Linked DNA regions of Mus musculus: all the other regions are linked to region 2. The links are chromatin contacts, called in public HiChIP or PLAC-seq and promoter capture Hi-C maps. All regions are on one chromosome and are shown on one strand. The core of a region is the stretch at or near the end of the contact, and the rest is flanking DNA. Distances in the headings are between cores, read along the strand shown.

Region 1 (2,939 bases), core at 275-2,774, 1.6 Mb after region 2:
GATCCCAGGGCTAAGGGAAGAAAGCTGAGTAGAAGGCCGCCTCGGTTGGTTGTCCTGTGGGTCTGATTATATTTTCCGGGGAGACCCTTCTGAGAAGCTCAGGTAGGAGGGATCCACATTCCAGCCGGAAGCTTCAGATTGGCAGTTGTCAGCTGCACTAGAGACCTCCCCTGCCTGGCTCCTAATTTCTGCTCCATCTTTGTTCCCCACTGTAACCAGCAGAGCCGCGGGACCATACACCTAGACAGATTCCTATCGAGGTGGTTTGGGGAAGTAGTGTACCCGCAGTCACCTGACAGCCATTTAGCTAGGAACCCTGTGCCAGAAACGGGGTTAGTGCCCTACAGAGTATCTGCCCAAAGTGCCTTACAAAAGCTTTCTCCTCCATCCCTCTAGGTTCTTTGCGCCTTAAATGTAAATGGCAAACTAGCTGAAGAGAGAATTAAAACTAATGACCTACATTCCCACGGAAGTCCCACAAAATATGGGACTTGCTGTGCCGGATGATAGCCGCTTATCTATAGAAAGGAATGGGGTTTGTCTTCTAGGGGAGGGAAGGATGGGGAAGTGAGTAAAGCCGAAGCCCGGCAGCTTCTCCCAGGTAGGAAGTGATCTGGGGCCGCATTCTTTCTGAAGACCCTTTCCGGTAGGTGCCCTTACAAAGATGTAAATTTCTATTAGAAAGAAGTCAGCCTCCCAGAGCACCCGGGGACCAGCTCGAACTTAAAGGAAGCCTAACTGGGGGAGTGGCATATTCTCATCTCCTACAGTCAAGTTTGGGGTTACTATGCTCTGACGCCAATGGAGGAAGCGAGGCTCAGTATTTCTGCTGGAGCCTAGAGTAACGACGTCCCGAAGGACGGGTCAGAGTTCCCTCTTAGAGGTCAGAGCCTGACACCAGTGGCCCGAGGTGGGGGAGGGGGTGCACGGTCTTGGGGTCTCGGGTGGCCCTGCTCCGCGTTCAGAAGCGGCGGGTGTGAGGTCCCGGACCTCTCAGGGCGGCGCGTGCCACCGCGTCATTGAGGGGAGCGGCGGTCCCCAGCCCCGCGTGCTCGCTCGCGCACCCCGGGCACTCACAGCAGGTCGGGCCGGTGCCGGTGCAGGATGGCGCAGAAAGCCAGGCCGTCCCGGAAGGAGCTGCTCAGGTCGCGGATGTCCACGCCGCGGTAGCCCTCGCACTGGCGGCGACACCAGGCCAGGAGAGCGCCCCGCGGCCCCGCCATGGCAGGCCCGGCTCGGAGACGGCCCGGACTGGGGCTCGGACTTGGGCTCCGGTTCGTGTGGCTCCGACTCGGGGTCAGGTGGCACTGGGCTGCCGCTTGCGCTCCGGCAGGGCCAGTTTCCGGCTGTGTCTGCGGCGCGGCTCGGAGGTCGGGGCGCCACCGGCGGCCGGGGCGGGGCCTCGGTGTCTTCGCTCCGCTCTGGCGCGGCTAGGGCTGCGGACTCGGCTCCCGACCCCGCCCGGCCAGCCTGCCCCGACCTGCCCGCGAAGCCTCCGCCCCGCGTGGCCCGGCCCGGGCGGCCGCCGCTTACTCACCGCGGCCCGCTGTCCTCATTGTGGGCCGGCCGCGGGCGCCCACCGCCTCCGTCCCCGCCCCTGCCCGCCCGCGTCGCGGGGGAGCGCGAGGAGGATGGGGCCCCACCCTGCGGCCCCGCCCCCGCCGTCGAGCCCCTTCCCCGGAAGGGCGGACGCCCCACATAGCCCCTCTCCTCCAGATCGAGTCAACCCTTCCCTTGGGGAGCCCCTCCTGGAAGAAGGGACAACTCCTCGCTGGCTAGCCCCTCCCCAACGCCACCCCGCAGTCTCCCCAGGCCCTCCTACCCCAAGAGGTGGGACACTCTGGCTTTGCTGCTAGCCTGCCTCAAGCTCACCCTTAGGAACCTTCAGATTCTCCTCACTGACTTCTCTGAACCACACCCACGACTGGTCTGAAAGTCGAGGCACTTTCCCCACAGATCCCAGACCTCCAGATGGCCACCAGCTTTCTTCCATACCCCACCGCGCTACAACACTTCGAACGCCCGCCCCTCCCCCCACGGCCTGCCTAGGGGATCCAAACACCTTTACTACCACCAGGCCAGAGAGCTATGTAGTATGACAGGCTGGGGACCCCACAACCAAGTTGGTCCTTTCTGGTTCCCTCTCTCCGTGTAAACTAGGGGATCATAGATCCTTCCGGGGCTCTGTCTCTTCAACTTTTAGAATGGCTGGGCTCTTGCTGAAAGGACCTAGAAACCGACACAGAGGAAAACCTCTGCTTCCAACGCCTGGTTTGATAGTTTCTTCAAGACCCCACCAGGAGACCCCTCCCCCAGAGGCGCCTCCTAAATAAACCCAGGCTGATGAATCAGCCCCGCAGAGATGGTGACATCACTCTGACCTATGTGTAGCTTGTAGGAATGAGTCTGCTGCTCCCTTCTGAGGGAATGAACAGGGTTTTAGTCATCTGAAACAGGATTTTGGAGTTCTGTTAACCCAGGCTCAAATCCTGGTTCCCTCCCTCCCCAGCAACGTGATCTTGTGTCACCTTGAATTATAGTTTCATATCTTGAAAATGAAGATAGAGCCTTGTAGTTTATGCCCGAGAGGTGCTTGCCAGCCTGGGCTACAAGAGACTTGTTTCAAAACTTAAAAACTGGGCAGAAGCTGGGCATTGGTGGTGCATGCCTGTAAGCCCAGCACTCGGAGGCAGAGGCAGGTGGATTTCTGAGTTCGAGGCCAACCTGGTCTACAGAGTGAGTTCCAGGACAGCCAGGGCTACACAGAGAAACCCTGTCTTGAAACCGCCCCCCCCCCAAAAAAAAAAACTGGGCAGAATGGCTCAAGTGTTCATACATGGCTTGAAGGAATCCTGAGGTTACAATATAAAACTGTCTCAAAAATAAATTGGAGCCTGATATGGTGGCTACCTTTATCCCAACAATCAAGAGTCAGGTGG
Region 2 (2,765 bases), core at 143-2,642:
TTTTAGCATCAATGCAGCCGCCGTGCAGCTTATTTGGAATAAAAAGATACAAAAAGACCTATTTGAAGTTTGAATTTAATGCAATAGCCCACATTTTATCTGGAAACTACCCAAGTACCCAAGGGCACAGAGGAAAAGATTAGTCTTTCACCTACCCCACAGCCAGCTGTCCAACTGGTATTCTAACCAGGCTCCTTGGAAACATCTCTCAACACCCAAGCAGAGCAGATGGGCAAAGTAGGAGCCTCTTCCTGAGCTTGGTCCAGTGCTTTGTGGGAGCACCCAACACTGGGCCAAGCCACTGCTAGAGCTTAAAATAGCGTTCCTCATTCATTTGAGCCTGCTTGGGCTCTAGTGCCAAGCCCAGGAGAGGATGATAATGGGAAAGTCGGGTTGTTTGGGGGAGAAAGGCTCCTAAGAAAAGCTCATCTGGCCCAGAGGGGAAGGGAGGCTATTACCAACTTCATGCGATTGTGAAGATCAAATAGGGAAACGGCCGAGGATACGCCTTGTAAATAAATCCCTGGTGATAGTTCATGATCAAGCCCTTTGAGTGGCTAGTTTAGCACAGGGCCTCACAACTGTCACACTGCCCAAGGAAGATGGATGGTGACAGAGGTATACCAACACAAGGCTAGCGCACCTAGACACTGTAGTAAGAAAAACCAGTGCTTTGCCACGAACTTACACATCCATCTTTCAAAAGGTCTCATCACAGCTGCACAAGGTGAGCGCCAGCGGGGGTCCATTTCCCAGAGGATGGTGAGAGTGGCCCGCAAGTGAGACCAGGCAGGGGAGTGTGTGTGTGTGTGGGGGGTCCCTCTGGTGCAGGACTGGGGCCCGAGGCCTACCTTCTGGGCCTGCTGGATCATCTGCCTGACCACCTGCTTCAGGTGCGGTGCCTTCTCTTCTTTGGGCGGGTGGGTGAAGAGCGTGACTCGGCTCACACCGCGGTAGAAGTTGGTGTCTGTCCACCCCAGGTCCAGTGGGGGCACTTCGGTGTCCGAGCGGTCTGGCCAGTAGGCCAGGGACTCAGTGGGCTGGGCCGGGACCTTGGCCTTGGCCTTAGCCTTGGCACGGGTGCTGGAGACTGCCTCCTCGTAGGGGCTCCAGGCGGCGCAGAGGGCCTGGCGCTCCTGGCTGGAGAGGAAGTCCCGCAGCCGCTCCTTCTTGACCAGTTCGCGGTAGGCCTGCTCGCCTCCACCCAGCAGCGCCTCCAGCGCGGCCCGCCGCCTCTCGCAGTAGTAGAAAGCTGCATGTGCCTCGGTCACCCTCTCGTTCACGTGCGCCTCGTCCAGGCAGCTCAGTTGGGACTCGGCCATGGCGCCCCAGCCCTGTCCCGGGGCCCCAGGCTCGGACCCTGCTGTCCCCACCGCCGCACCTGGAGCGCTCGAGGGGCGGGGCGCCTCACCTGGCCGCGAGGTCCGCCTCGGCCCGCCCAGCGATCGCCAGTCGGCCAATCGGCGCGGGCCCCGGTGCGGGCGCGGCCGTCGGGCGGAGAGGGACCGCCGCCTCTGCAGGGCTTGCGGGGACCTCACGGGCGGCTCAGCCGACGCCCTGCGTCTCTGGCCTACTTAGCCCGGCTGGGGTGCAGAGTGTCGGCGTGGAAGTGAAAGCCCGGCTGTGGTCAGAGGCACGTGCGGCCTTTGAGTCACGCCCGCCTCCCAGCTGCGACCCATCAGTGCAGGGAAGGTCGGCGACCTGACCCCTTTACGCCTCCAGCACCCTCGGGACTCAGCCCCGCGGGTACAGCCTCATCTTCCCGCAGGCAGGGCCCAGAGCACGTGTTCTAGTCCGGACGCCTGCGGAATTTAGTAGCATCCTGACCCACTCCGGCCTTCAGGGTCCAAGTGTGTGTGCTGTTGGGCTAGATCGTCGGACTGTGTAGGGGGCAGTCTGTGTGGGAAAGCAAAGATGCTAATGAAATCCCTAGTTCTCCCGCCCACGCGTCCCAGTTCTGAGATCAGAGGCCTCCAGGGGCTGTCAATTCAACACCAACACCGTCACTACAAAATTTTTTTCTCCTAAAAGAATCACCCAAATAGCAAAGATGTAAGCAGGAGGCAGTGGATTTGCCCCTCATTTTAATTTGAAGTGGTGTGTGCGTGTGTTTGGGCCTGATAGGCTGCCAGAGGCCTGATTACTATATTAGCGATTCAAAATACATGTTTGAGCCCAAGGAAGGAAGCTGAGCACAGACACGCGCGTGCACACCACCACCATCACCACCAGAGGATCTGCTGTTTCCCATTGGATTAAATACAATCTTCTTAGTCATTAACATATTATTTTGTTCGTGTGCTGCTGTACAATTTTGATTCTCCACATTCAAAATATTTTCAGATCATAGCAACCAAAGGTTCACATTTCTCTCATTTTGTAGCACAGCGACTTGGAGCTGGAAGGAGCTTTAGAAATGAGTCCAACCCCCTCATTTCACAAACGAGGAAATTGAGGCCTAGAAATAAATGCTTTTCTATATCTCCCGAGAAAGGAGCGGCTAAGCAAAGGAACTGCTATGCTCTCTGCGGTGAGGGAGGTCCTTTCCCAACATGTGGCCTCCTTTGCTTGTTCTTATAAAGAAACAGAGGTTATTGGGGTTATTAGGGGTGTGTATGAAGGAGTCAATAGGCATCTCTCTCTCTCTCTCTCTCCCTCTCTCTCTCTCCTTCCTTCTATCTCTCTCTCACTCCTTCCTTCTCTCTCTCTCTCTCACTCCTTCTCTCTCACTCCTTCCTTCTCTCTCTCTCTCTCTCTCTCTCTCT
Region 3 (2,888 bases), core at 164-2,663, 1.3 Mb after region 2:
GGCTCCTGGCTATTCTCCAGCAGTCCTTAAAATCAGCATTACCAACCATGTATTTATTCACTATTTATTTATTTATTTATTTATTTATTTATTTATTTATCTATTTACCTATCTATCTATCTATCTATCTATTTATTTATTTATTTATGGTATGAGTGCTCTGTGTGCATGTATGCCTGCATGCCAGGAGAGGGCACTAGATCCCATTACAGATGGTTGAGAGCTACCATGTGGTTGCTGGAATTGAACTCAGGACCTCTGGAAGAACAGCCAGTGGTCTTAACCGAGGAACCATCTCACCAGCCCCCGCGTTATTCACTTTAATTCCATCTATTGGAATTCCATGATAGTTAGGCATGAGGTCTGAGTCTTCTCAGTGACAATCACCTATTCCCAGACGCAACCGCAGCTACTTCTCAGCCTCACAGAGGTCATTCAAGTAAAATCCTACTAAAAGTGCTAAGATTCCTCCAGACATCCATTCATTTATTTATTGAGAGACAGAGTGCCAGGTTGGGATTCAACTGAACTAGTTGTGGCTGGGTTTGAACTCCTGATCCAGCATCCAAATGTTGAGATTGTACGTGTGCAATAACCACACCCAGAATTGCCTGGCATCTTGAGGTAGAGTTGGTAGGCAACAAATACAGTTTTATCACTTGCCACTAGGCTTGTTCGGGGGCTGGTTAGATACCTCAGTAGGAAAAGTGCTTGTGAAGTTGTCACAATGATCTGAGTTCGATACCCAGCACCCACGGAAAAAGGTAAATGTTTTAAACTTCAAAGCTGGGAAAGAGGAAACAAGAAGCCTCCTGGAGTTCCATAGCCAGCTAGGCTAACCCAGTGGGGGAGCTCCAGATTCAGTGGGAGACCCTATCTCAAAAAAAAAAAAAAAAAAAAAAAAAAAAAAAAAAAGCTTGTGGCACACACCAGGCAATCTGAGTTCATAGCCAGCTTGGTCTACAGAAACCCTATGTTGGCCACCACCCACCACACATATGCGCGCGCGTATTACCTCCCTCCCCACCTGAAAGTTTTTTTTATTTTGTCTTATTTCAACCTAACCGTTAATTCCATATTTTTATTTGCAATTTGGTTTGGGAGAACCTGGCAACATCAAAGCAGGCTCTTCCCGGTTATATCCTGTGGCTTTATTGATTTTCTTTCTTATTATCTTCATGTGTTGCCAGAAACAGAAAAGTTCAGAGTCCGAGCCACCCTGGATTCCTTGAGGTCGAAGGGAGCCGGGAACAGCCTCCTGCCCTTTATCAACACGTCAGCCAAACTGCCCTCACGAGAAACTTCCGCCCGCCCGAGGCATGGCCCCCATCAGCCACGCAGAATTGGCTTCAGTCAGAAGCCCGACCGCCCCCTGGCAACAGAAGCGGCTTCCATTGGGCAGTTATAGAAGATGGCGGCGCCTGACCGCGTGCGAGGTCCACGCTTGGGGTCGGGGCCACAGCCTGCCTGCGGCATGGGCTCGGTGGATTGGTGGAGAGCCGTAGTGTCGTCACGTGGGCGGGGCGCGTCAGTTTGCGGAAGTAGGAGGGCTGAGAAGTGCTGAGTAAGCCGAGGTGAGTGACGGCGCGGCGGGGGCGGGGCCTGACGGCCCTTTCCCAAACCTCCTGGTGCCCCTGTCTTGAATGTCGTCACCTGGACCCTGCTTAGGACCGGCCTCGTGTCTGCGACTCTGAGGCATGTCCTCCGTTAACTCCTATCTGGCCTCCTTGAGTGCTCCCGGCTTCTGTCCTTTCATCCCCTGGCGTCCCCAACTCCCATCCGGTGACCGCATTCTTCTCCGTTGCCGCCCTCAGTTTCCCAACTTCCAAAATCAACCCTTCTCCCAATTCATTGCCCGACTTTCACCCTGGACTGTCCACTGTCCCCAGCTCCTCTCTCTGCGCTTCTGAGTGCTCCTGGTTTTCTGCCTCATTGCCCGATTTCCCCCACGCCACCTGCTTCCTGCGTCCGTCCCTTTGTGCCCAACCCCTGAGCCCCCATTTCTAACTCCCTGCTTATCTTCTCTTGTGCCTCCGGTTTCCATTTGCTCCCCCGTGTGTTTTTCCCAGTTCTCTAGCCTCCAATCCTGGGTTCACCTCCAGCTCCCTCCGATGACCTGGAAGCTGGCGACTAGGAGCCTGTGACCCAGGTGACTGTGACTAGGGATTTGGGTGTGAGTGCGACTGGGAGGGCACAAGGGTTTATGGATCTCTGCCTGTATTTTTAATGGGCAGTTCACATGATCGCAAACAAATACCAATCCTTCCTCTAAAGTTCCCCCACCTGCCCTCTTGCCAGCCCGACAGGATTGGGCAGGTTTGGTTTGGCCTCGTTGAAGCTCCACCCTTAGACTAGTGCAGTGTTTTGTTCTGGTCTCTGCCTTCACGTGGTTCTGGAGCTTGGAGGCCATGCTCTGTTCTTGTCTGTTTTCTCACTGTGCCAGATAGGACTGAATTTTCTGCCCACATTAGTGACTGCCACGAGGCTCAGTATTTGAATGAGAAGATGTAGAAGACAAGGCTTGGTGACCAGTGTGGCCCTGTACAAGCTCCCTGCTTTGCTGTTGTTTCATAGGCAGGATGGAAAGGGCTGGGGGATAGGGAGAGAGAGGACCAAAGGGAGAGCATTCCCCTTTGTTCATGTTTTCAGTGTTTATTAATCACCCTGACAACCAGGCGCTTTTATTTCTGTTACCTTTATTCTCTGCTCCCTTTCCACTGAGCAAATATTGATGTAGCTAGCGCCCGCCCGCTGTTCCTGCTTAGCCTGGGGAAGGGAGGCCAGTGACCTCCTTTGCCAGGGTCATGCTAATACCTTTGGGGCTAGGTTTTCACTGTAGAGAGTCCCCAGTTTATTTATTTTTTTAAATTATTTTTATTTTATACATA

The links. Promoter capture Hi-C pulls out the DNA fragments that hold promoters and counts their contacts. HiChIP or PLAC-seq counts read pairs in DNA pulled down with a chosen protein or histone mark.
Region 1: a contact with region 2 is called in a promoter capture Hi-C map of liver, with 3 times the contacts expected there. The contact joins the promoter of Micall1 here to the promoter of Fam83f in region 2. A contact is called at or near these places in 1 of 39 promoter capture datasets (liver) and 1 of 115 datasets of contacts at active chromatin or transcription factors (pancreatic cancer cells).
Region 3: an HNF4G HiChIP or PLAC-seq map of pancreatic cancer cells shows a contact between it and region 2. The contact joins the promoter of Pla2g6 here to the promoter of Fam83f in region 2. A contact is called at or near these places in 2 of 39 promoter capture datasets (both in liver) and 1 of 115 datasets of contacts at active chromatin or transcription factors (pancreatic cancer cells).

Annotation. Positions count from the first base shown.
Region 1 is chr15:79,107,568-79,110,506 of GRCm38.p6, reverse strand. It overlaps Micall1 (microtubule associated monooxygenase, calponin and LIM domain containing -like 1), which reads right to left and starts at 1,524. Exons shown (of 16, transcript NM_177461.1): 1 at 1,078-1,524. The coding sequence starts at 1,223.
Region 2 is chr15:80,670,474-80,673,238 of GRCm38.p6, reverse strand. Fam83f (family with sequence similarity 83, member F) reads right to left here and starts at 1,392. Exons shown (of 5, transcript NM_145986.2): 1 at 852-1,392. The coding sequence starts at 1,322.
Region 3 is chr15:79,326,896-79,329,783 of GRCm38.p6, reverse strand. Pla2g6 (phospholipase A2, group VI) reads left to right here and starts at 1,413. Exons shown (of 17, transcript NM_001199023.1): 1 at 1,413-2,149.